Regions from separate parts of the Mus musculus genome. Here region 1 is linked to region 2. Evidence: chromatin contacts called from public HiChIP or PLAC-seq data. All regions are on one chromosome and are shown on one strand. The core of a region is the stretch at or near the end of the contact, and the rest is flanking DNA. Distances in the headings are between cores, read along the strand shown.

Evidence for each region. HiChIP or PLAC-seq counts read pairs in DNA pulled down with a chosen protein or histone mark.
Region 1: an H3K27ac HiChIP or PLAC-seq map of acute myeloid leukemia shows a contact between it and region 2, with 2.6 times the contacts expected there. The contact joins two enhancer-like sites. A contact is called at or near these places in 9 of 484 Hi-C or Micro-C datasets (the G1E-ER4 cell line, Th1 cells, brain and 6 more), 3 of 115 datasets of contacts at active chromatin or transcription factors (acute myeloid leukemia, microglia and regulatory T cells) and 2 of 9 other capture datasets (adipose tissue and liver).

Annotation. Positions count from the first base shown.
Region 1 is chrX:159,908,319-159,913,453 of GRCm38.p6, forward strand. All of the region lies in intron 9 of Sh3kbp1 (SH3-domain kinase binding protein 1), which reads left to right. Among named protein-coding and RNA genes, the nearest start is that of Map3k15, 77 kb to the right of the region's middle. Within about 2 kb of position 1,328, at least 51 of the 459 cell types and tissues checked have an H3K27ac peak or open chromatin away from gene starts, as enhancers often do. A contact at or near this core is called in the G1E-ER4 cell line, Th1 cells, acute myeloid leukemia and 1 more, where this site is marked.
Region 2 is chrX:159,647,456-159,652,846 of GRCm38.p6, forward strand. The region is part of intron 1 of Sh3kbp1 (SH3-domain kinase binding protein 1); the gene reads left to right. Among named protein-coding and RNA genes, the nearest start is that of Sh3kbp1, 23 kb to the left of the region's middle. Within about 2 kb of position 2,771, at least 94 of the 459 cell types and tissues checked have an H3K27ac peak or open chromatin away from gene starts, as enhancers often do. A contact at or near this core is called in the G1E-ER4 cell line, Th1 cells, acute myeloid leukemia and 1 more, where this site is marked.

The sequences.
Region 1 (5,135 bases), core at 78-2,577, 260 kb after region 2:
GGATATATAATTAAGTTCTTACTTGCAGGGTGGGCTGAATGGAATAAAGGGGTGTGCTGAGATAACCTATTAGGAAGAAGCTCTATTACAGAGCCTAGATGACCCTAATAGGCCATGCATGAGATTGACCCAACCATAAGAGAGACTACAGATGCATACAATGTGGCTAGAGACTGAGATAGGAAACCAGCAAGAGATTCTCCTGAGAGGAGGTTATATGATGGTTCCCAGGCATCTCCTGTGCAGATGACAGTGCAGCTAGTTGTTTGAACTCTAGAAGGTACAGAGGAGCAGTTATAGACATTAATGTCACTCAGATTGTTGTCCTAGCTCCATGCTTTCAAAGTGTAGTGGGTCCTCCAGATACATTGGCACAGTAATAGCAGGACAGAGCCTCCCATCTTTCTCTACAATTGTGATGGGTGCCCTGGTCTGGAAAAACCCATTTGTAGCCTTTCCAGTCTCACATCTTAGCATGATACATGAAGATGTTTTCTAAGGTCCAAAGTTGCTAAAGATCTGAGCTACACTTTGTTTACCTCTTCCCCTAACCAAGCTCTGATTCTGTATTAGGATTTAAATAGGCTTGAGCTCTGTTCAAATTTGTGTTGGAGCTTGGTAGCATTATATCCTGACCATAGTTTTTCCTCTCTCTACTCCTCCCAGTACCACTGGTTAGTATATTATTGAAGACACCTGACTAATTTTTTCTTTTCTTTTCTTCCCTTTCTTTTCTTCCCTTTCCTTTCCTTTCCTTTCCTTTTCTTTCCTTTCCTTTCCGTTCCTTTTCCTTTCCCTTTTTTTTTTTTTTGGATTTGTGAGACAGGGTTTCTCTGTATAGCCCTGGCTGTCCTGGAACTCACTTTGCAGACCAGGCTGGCCTCAAACTCAGAAATTTGCCTGCCTCTGCCTCCCAAGTGCTGGGATTAAAGGTGTGCGCCACCACGCTCGGTGTTAATTTTCTTGAGACTGAATTAGTTTTCATGAAAATAGGTTGCAATCCTGCACCACACTTCGGGTTTTCTTGTATGTGGGCTGTTTCTACCTGTACTTTCTGCCCCTCCCACTTTCTGGCAGGAGTCGAAGTTGTAGAAAACCCTTATTATAAGCCAATCAGAAGCTAACACTGCATTTTTGGACTTTCAGAATGAAGAACCCAAATAAACTTCGTTTCTTCATAAATTACTCAGATTTAGGTGTTCTACAGCAACATCAAACTGGCTAAGCCATCTCCTTCTATCTAACGAACCATCAGGACCTGTCCTCAGACTATTTTTAGCAAAGCATATCTCAGTGGTTTGGAGGGGAGGAGCTATAAACTAGTTCATAGTGCAAAGCCACAGATGACAGTTCCTGCCAGGAGAAAGCAGTTGAGCCAGATGACGAGCTCCTTGGGTTGGAACAGGCAAGTCTTGTCAAACAAGGGGCAGAGTCAGTTTTGAAATCCTTCAGCAGGAAGCAGTTTGCCTTCCTGTTATCCATACTCTGGAACCTTCAGATATGTTTCCTTCCTGGTACTGTAATGGTAATAATCAAATATAGCTGGTTTGTCCTTTGAAGGATGGCAGGTTATTTCCGTTTGAAGCATATGCAGTCAGAGGTGAGCATACACATACTTAGATCTATGTGCCCTAAATACATGAGGTCACAGAAGGCTTTAGACTCCACAACAAATCAGGAAATGTTGCCTCTCTGGGTTTTATTGTTACTGGTATTTTCTTGTTGGTTTTTTAAAAAAATTAATTCTCTATGCCTAGACAGTGAGTGATAAGGTTTTTAGACTCCCTTGGCTACCAGCTGATTGTTGCAGTCCCCCTGAGCATCATCACCATGGCGGGGGCGGGGGGTGGTTCCTCCTATACTCATGGCCCCACATCCACTGCTCTGTTTTCAGCTCTTACCTAGAAGTCAAGCAGCCTAAAGCCACCCAAGTTTGGAACTGGGGTTTTGGTCTTTCACCAGGGAGAGAGGGATGAGAGAATAAATGGAATGATTGATTCTAAAAATGCAGAACTTTAAATGCTCGCCTGAGTTGAAGGAGCTAGTTTGTATGTAGCTGTTAAACTCCACAGAGGATCCCTAGACCTACTGCTGAACCTCATGCCATTGCCTTCTTCCAGCCACAGTTGAACATTTTGAAGAAAAGCAACTCTGGGGTCTGTTCATCTCTGTTTCTTCGAGAATCAGCAACTGCTGTGTTTCTTTATTATTGCCACATTTTTGCTGGTGATTTGCTGCTCTGCTTTTTCTGTCCTCGTCACCCAGTTTGGCATATTAAAATACAAAAGTAGGCCCATGTGCAGTACTTCCAAGTTTTGAGGAGTTAGTCTAGAGCCATATGGGTCTTGAAAGTGCAAGGAGGGGGATGTGGGAGGGTTTGGAGGGGGAAAGGGAAGAGTGAAATGATGTAATTATAATCAGTTGAACTTACTGAAACCAGAGAAAGTGGACTCAGTCCAAAAGCAGGATGGGGTGGGGGTGGGGAGAATAAACTCCCTCTGCTAGCTGGTACCTATCCAGTACTGACAGCTCATGGCTTGCAAACTAGCCCTTTCTTTTCAATCCTATCCGCCTCTGCAGTGGTCATGACACTCCTCATAAATGCAGACCCCGCCCCCTCCTGTTGCCACGCTCACAGGCATACTTTTTGGGACCACTTTTCACACTGTCTGTTATTACAAAATTTTCCATCCTCTCTCTCACCCTCCTTTGTCGTCTCTTCTTTTTCTTCCACCCAATTCCTTCCATGACACATTTCATGTATCGGCTGCAGTCCAAACCTTACACATCAAGAGGTTTTGGTTTTGGCTTGGTTTTGTTTTTACATGGCCCAGTAATCACAGAAAGTGTGATAGTTTGAAATTGTCATTACCTTTTTTATTTTTTCTTTCCCCACGTATTTTGAGGCAAGGTCTCTGGGGTAACAGCTTCTACTACAGAGGCTTCTGTGAGATTGTTTATAGATTATTTTAAACTAGGGCCAGAGAGATAGCTCAGCCAGGAAAAGTGCTTGAGTTTGATCCCTAGGATCCACAGAGTGGAAGGAGAGAGAGAGAGAGAGAGAGAGAGAGAGAGAGAGAGAGAGAGAGAGACAGACTACTCTCCAGAAGCTGTCCTCTGATCTCTGCACACGTTGTGGCATACGTGTGCAAGCTCACACACGTTACCATGTGCACAAAAATAAGGAAAAGAACTTTTTTTTTAAAAAAATGAAGAGTATTTCAAACCAGCAAGGATGGAGAAAGACATCCAGAAATAGGCATTGTTGGGACTTGGCAAGGAAGAATTAGGCCATAGGGTGTTGTCAGTTTCATGACTAAGCAGTACCTCTGATCCTGGGGTCAAGGAAGATTAAATGGCAAGGTCTCAGCAATAACTTCATTAGGTAAAACATATATCCATTCCCAAACTAGTTTATACCAAGACAGAGGAGGACGCAGGACAGCGTTAATAGGGAACTGGAAAAAGCTGACAAAGGGAATAGAGTACTGAGAGAGCCTGAGTCACAAACACACCCACTCAGTACAGGGCCTGTATTCAAGGGCAAGAGGCCCCGAGAGCAGCTTGCTTTTTCCTAATAAAGATCATTGTCTGCTTATGCATACAGCACAGGGAAATATCAAGGAGGAAACATACCCAAGTGCTAGTCAGAAACCACCACTTTAAAGAGACTTCTTTTCCACTCGTTCTACCTTTTTTTTGCATGTTAGAGCATAGGTGAGCTCATCCTGTAGCTGCCATTTGATAACTATTTCCTCCTTGCAATCTGACCATCGTACTGTTGCCTGTGCTTTGATGAATTCCGTGTGTATGCTATTATGCCTGCCTCATGGCTGTTCTCCAGCACTGGGCCTTCATAGTGGTTAGCAGTGTGCTATGGGTCAAACAGCCCTGGGCTTTACTTCCAGTTCCCTCTACCCTATTTAATAGGTTGCTTCATTTAATAGATTGGTGACCTTGGGAAATGACTTTCTCTCAATTATTTCAACAGCAACATGGGCATATTAATACCAGTTCCTCATAGAGTTGCTACATGAGTTACCCAAGTCAGAGATTACTAACTCTTCTTGCAAAACTATCGTCTCTCAAGTTGAAAGATAATATTAATGGCCATTTATTGGTGAGAAAGGAGTGCTAGGTGAGATTGCTTGTCATCATCTAATAACAGAGATTTGTACTGATCTTCAGCTGTCAGAACCCTTTGTCTTTCTTACCATGCTATAGTCTTTACTCAGAGTAATTTGCTGGAGTCAGTAACTAATGAAGAATCAGGCTGAAAATGTATTGAATCCAGAGCGTGAATGCTATGATGGCCCCTCCTCAGATAAAAACACATAAACAGATAAAGACAAGAACACATGTTCTTGTGGGTCTTGTATACTCTGGATTTTATTGGAAACATGTTCTTTCTGCAATCTAGTACTGTGTCAGAGAAAGGTGAGCCAGAGTAGGGGCTAGGTGTCTGCCTTTTGTGGTCCCTGTGGTAATGTCACACTACAACGTTTTTCAAAACCAGAAGATACTCTTTGTAGGTTTCTTAGAACCACAAATATATGGTGCCTGAGAGAGTAAGGAGTGTCAATGGTGATGTGAAGCATCCTCCCTCATCCTCTTAGTTCCCCGAATCCTTCCTTAGTGGTATCACACTGGATGGCTCTCCCCCTTGCCCTTATAGCATCACAGTACAAGATGGTACCTGGCTATGATTTCTGATCACTGAAATGTTTAGCCAGTTCATTTTTGTCCATCTCCCTCCTATAGTCAATCTTGGATGACAAAGAAAAGCCCACAAACTCTGAAACCAGTTCAGGGATGAATACTATTGATTGCATTGCTACTTCCATCACCTATGGAGGAGCAATGTGTGATAAAAAAAAAATAGTGATCCACTTAAAAAAAAACCCACATCCATTCCAATTTAGCACATGTAGTAAGGTATAACCACTGTATGAGAGATCTCACAAATGACCTTCCTTCCTCGGCATAAAAAGAGGCAAAACCGGGGGGGGGGGCGTGCTGGGGGGGGGGAACACTTGCCAGGCTGCAGTAGAATCTTGGTCTGCATTTAGTTGAAGGGTCCATACACCCCATCAGATTTAATTTTGAGTCTTCATGGTCACTCTTGTTGAACCAAA
Region 2 (5,391 bases), core at 1,521-4,020:
AGGCATGGGAGAATTTTGACATTGGGATAGAATTTATGACCCCCCAGATCACTTGCCTCATATGCATGGGAATCTTTTCTTGGTCCTTGACTCATCATTAAGAGAAGTTCCTTTTGTATTGAAATTACCAAGAGATGACCCTATTGGTGGTCAGCCTCCTGTAAAGCTCGGACCTTGTTGCTGTCTCCTCCGAAGTTTGCCATAGAAGGTTCTACTTTATCAGTTTAAGTTGTGGTCAGCCTTCAGGCTTTCCACACTTCCTCTTGGGCCTGTAATGAAGCGAATTCGTGTGCCTGGCTGTGCAGAGTCCATCTCAGATATGAGAACCCATGGGCTGATTTCTACAGGGCGTTCATCCTGCATTTTAGGGAAGTGTAGTTGGCTGGCCTCAAATGAGGGATGTTTTTCTTCTTTCCTTCACTGACTGGACTCAAACTTTTTATCTTGAACCAGACACTGCCATTTACAGCAGAGTTCATTTCTTTTCATTAGGGAGTAATTGCTTAAAAAATGCCTCTCCCCCCCCGCCCCCCCCCCCCCCCGCTAAAAACACAGTCTTTCATCTTCTAAACTGGCAGTGGAAGCTCCCATCAGCTGGCCTCACATGCAAACAGTCTGTAATGGTGGAGATGGTAGTAGGATGCTGAGTCTCTTTGGATTGTCTTGAATGTTGACAATGAATGTTGAGTGAACCTGCTTTGGATGTTATGTGTGTCCACTCCTTTAGGGACCATCTCATGTGTCCTAGACAGCTCTACCTTTGGATGTTAGTACACTTTGGAGAACGGGAGGAGCCATATGTCTGCTTCCTAGGCAACTGAGACTTACTGAAAGTAGAGCTTAAGTGGCCCAACTGTCCTGGCATTGGAAATCATTACTTTTTATTTTTAGGTTATCCTCTGTTAGCCCTAACTCCTTTCAAGTGCAGGCAACTGGAATCAATGAGCAAGACCTTTGTCAGATGGGCCCTATCTGAGTTTAAACTTTCCCTCTCAGTTAGTTGGAAGGAGTTTAGGAGACCCAAATTGAACGAAAGAACAGTGCTAATTTCCATGTTTGCTCTCTTTTAGCCGAATCTGCCATTTAAGGAGGGTTCTGTCTCCCTGTGGATTTAGGGTACTCACTACAAGAAAATGATGTTCAAAAGAGTTCATTCTGGCTCTTTACGAGCTCATGGCACCAGCTAAACCAATAGCCATAAGAACAGTTTGCATTAAAAAAAAAAAAAAAAACCCAACCCTTTGAGGCTCCTGAAGAGCAAGCAACCCTGAGACTGGGACTCAGACACTGTGAGCTTCAGTGGGTCTCAAAAGGAAATTGGTGTCATCATCTCTAGTTGCAAAGTGTTGCGTTAAATGATAAGAAGAGGCTTACCTTGCATTGCTCATTGCCTAAGTAATAATCTTATTTTACTATCCCCGTTCTTGCCCACCTTCACTTACAAAAATAACTCTGAGTGGGTTTTCTTTTTAAAGATTTGTGTCAAACTGATACCTCATAAAATGGCACAAGCAAAGTGTTCTATTTAGAACCTGTCCTGTGACATAAAAACACACGTGTTTTTAGTTATTGGACTCTGGTTTTTGGAATTAAGGCTAGGGGAATGAAGACTGATAGTAGCTATGGGCATGGAGCTAGGTTTTCAGACAAGACATGAAAATGCTGTGGATTTTGCATAGATAGATTTACTTAAGTAAAACTTGCTTATTCATTAGGCCCCAAACATGCTGCTATGGCATTTCGTAAGTAGGACTTTATGTTTCCTATTGCTACCTGTTTTATTTACATATCTCTTGTTGTGATAAGACATTATGACCAAGGCAACTTACAGAAGAAATAATTTATTTATTTTGGGGCTTATGGCTTCGGAGGATGAGTCCATGATGGCAGAGCAAAGGTATGGTGGTGGCAAGAACAGCAGAGAGCTTACACTATAATCCATAAGTACAGGGCAGAGGCACACACACACACACACACACACAGAGAGAGAGAGAGAGAGAGAGAGACAGAGAGAGACAGAGAGACAGAGAGAGAGAGAGAGACAAGGGGAGATTTTGAAAGCTCAAAACTTGCCCCCAATGACACACCCAATAAGGCCACACCTCCTAATGCTTCTCAAAACAGTTTCGTAAACTAAAGAGCAAGCATCCAAATCTATGTGCCAATGGGGGCCATTCTTATTCAAAGCACCACACTGCCCTAACAAATTACTACAAACCCAACACAAGTGTATTGTCTCCCAGTTCTATAGGAGTCTGATGTGGGTCTCATGTGTTTAGTATGAAGGTATTGACAGGGCTGTGTTTCTTACTGGGAACTAGTGAAAAATCTCTTGTTTTTGACCCCAGCTGCTCATGTTTCCTTTCTGAGTCTTCAAAGAAGGTGAACTCTGCTAGCATCTCACCACTCTGACCTCTTTCAGTGTGTCTTCCATAATGTGAGATTCACCTGGAGAATCCAGGTTAATTAATCTCCCCATTTTAATGCCAACTGACTGGCAACCTTGTTGGCAACTTGCTGGTTATTCACAGGTCCTTGGAATTTCATATGTGGGCAGTGTTGGGGATGCATTACTCTAGATAGTTTACTGGGGACTTTTTGTTCTCATCACGTAGTGGGCAATGGTGTCAGTAGCAGCTCATGGTGGAGGATAGCTTCCGTCTTTACAGCACTGCAGGAAATTAAGAAGGTGCAGTTCTCAGACCATGGCTCATGAGAGGCAGGCTGCCCTCGGGCTAGAGCCTCACGGTGGCGTGCTGTTAAAGGGGGGCATGGAGTGGAGCTGACGAGTCACAGCTGGGCTGGCCAGCCAGTGAGTAAGGAGGAAGCAGGAAGATGAAGACAGGAAATGGCAGTCGAGTCAGTCCCTTGGGAGAAAGAAAATAGAAGATGGGGTTGGCTACATTTGACCTAAAGAAAGGAAAAAGAGGGGCCTTTTTTATCCTGTGCTTTGGAACTGGTTCCTCTCTTGAGGTTATGCGGAGACTCTAGACTGAATACATTTGGTCTCTGTTTAGATACGGGTTGTGCTTTTGCCACCGAAACACAAAGGCTTCAAGCATGAGCGCTGAGTCTTGCAGTGGGGGGTAGGGAGAGCAGCAGCCCATGTAATCTAGTCCCAGGAGAGCTCTGCTCTGGGGGTTGCAAACGGACTTGTACAGATTCACAGAGCCTTGGCCGTTTTCTCAGACTCCTAAGGTAGACTCTGCTGTGAACTGACCTATGCTGGGTTGTACTTTGAAGAACTGTCATGCTCTCCTGGGACACAATAGAAGGGAACTTTGAGGGTCATTTCCCACAGCCTTATGATCAGAGAATATTCTAGCCACGCCCGACTCGTGTTAGTCGGAAGGCACAGGGAAGCTGTGCTAAGTTCCCAGTCACAGTGTCTCTGTGTGACAGTGGCAGAATTCAGCTAACCCCCAGAAGGAGGCCAGGGCTTTTATTTTCTAGCCAAACATGGGCCCGGACACAGTACTTTCTGAAGAGGGCAGAGTGCTGAGCTTTGTAGATTCTTCGCTGTAGTTCTTACAAGAATCAGCATGCCATTACAGTGTTTTCCCCAGTTCATGGGTCACAGGGCCATTGCTCATGTTGATGGTTCATCAGCTGCAGCCAGTAAACTCTGATTAGTCTTTCCTGCTGGCCCACCATGCCTGGGAGGGGCATTTGTTTCTGATATGAGTACTTCGAGTGTGAATCCAGCATTTTTGGTTAAGAATTAAAGCTAATTAATAAACCAGAATATATTTTACTGCTTTTTTTTTGAAAGCATGAGTTGATTTTTAACACTTTATTTTGAGGGGCTAGAGAGATGATGGCTCAGCAGTTAAGAGCACTGTCTGTTCTTCCAGAGGACCTGGGTTCAATTCCCAGCAACCACATGGTGGCCCACACATGTCTGCAACTCAGTTCCAGGACTTCTGACACCCTCACACAGACACATATGAATGCAAAACTCCAATGTACATAAGTTAAAAGTAAATTTTAAAAACTTTATTTTGAACAGACTTCAGTCTTGCAGAAAAGATGCAAAAGTGATATTGGGCTTTCACATAGCTCCCACCCAGTTTTCCGTATGGTTGGCTAGCATCTTTCATAATCATAGTTATGTTTATGTTCTTGTTAGAATTGGGAAACCAACATTGGCATAATACTATTTGTTATATTGAAAGTATTATATAATGTCATCAGGTTTTTGACTGGGGTCCTTTTAAAAAATTCTTGTCTTGAATCCTGTCCAGAATCTTACCTTTCATTTGGTTGTTGTTCCATCCTGGACTCCCACTGTCTGTGACAGTTCCTCCATCTGTCACGACCTTGATAGTTCTGAAGCATATTGATTAGTTATTTGGGTAACTGTTCTACAATTGTGTTTTCTCGTGACTGGATTGAGGTTACTTAAAAATCTTATTTCATTTTTGTGATTAATATAATTAGAACATTTCTCCTTTTTTCTTCTTTTTCTTCCCTCCCTCCAAATTCACCCATATACTTGTCTCCACTCTCCTTCAGCTGAAAGCTTACTGAATAACTTTTAACAATTTTGAAATGAGGAGTTTGGTGGCATCAAGTATATTCACAGGTGTGTTGTTACTATTCTCAGGACATTTCCATAACTCTCATATAGTCTATCTCATCTATCCTATCCTCGATTAGTAGTTAGTCTCCAAATGACCCCTCCTCTGGCCTCTCTTCACTGCTAGTCTCCTTGCTGATTCTATGATTGTTGCCTAGTCCATGTTCCTTATGTAGGTAGCATCATAGTGTTTACTAGTCTGTGTCTTGCCTCTTTGACTTAGCTTTCAAGGATCCTCCATTTGACAATGTGTTGGCTTGGCCATGGTGTCTCTTCCACAGCAATAAAACCCTAACTTGGGCAGTAGAGAGACAGCAGGATAGGATTCACGATCACAATTCACTGCGGTGGAGGGCAGGCTGGGGAGAAGCTAGCACATTCTGCAACCCCAAAGCCAAGAGAGAACAGCTGAGTTGGAAATGAAGGCACTTTAGTCTTCTCAGTGTTTTTACATCTTTGTGACTGCATTTCCTAACAAGAAATGATATATTCATAATATATAGTGTAGTATTGTGTATTACATGTAATACTTAGTATGCTCCATGTAGAAGCAGGAGGATTGTGAGTTGAAGGCCAGCCTTAGTGAAACCATCTTAAGAAAAAGGACATATTTTACATTTTGACCTCATCTTTATTTATGCTTGAAGTTTGTGATTACACCACAAGTATTTGATAAAAATCTGTTATTTTATATTTCTTTCTATTCCATTAGGGAAAAAAGAAACCTGTTTCTTGTGACCATGCTTAGTCTTAGCCTGAAAGTACCTTTGTACACAAAGGCATGTGGTTGCTGGGAACAGAACCCGGGTCCT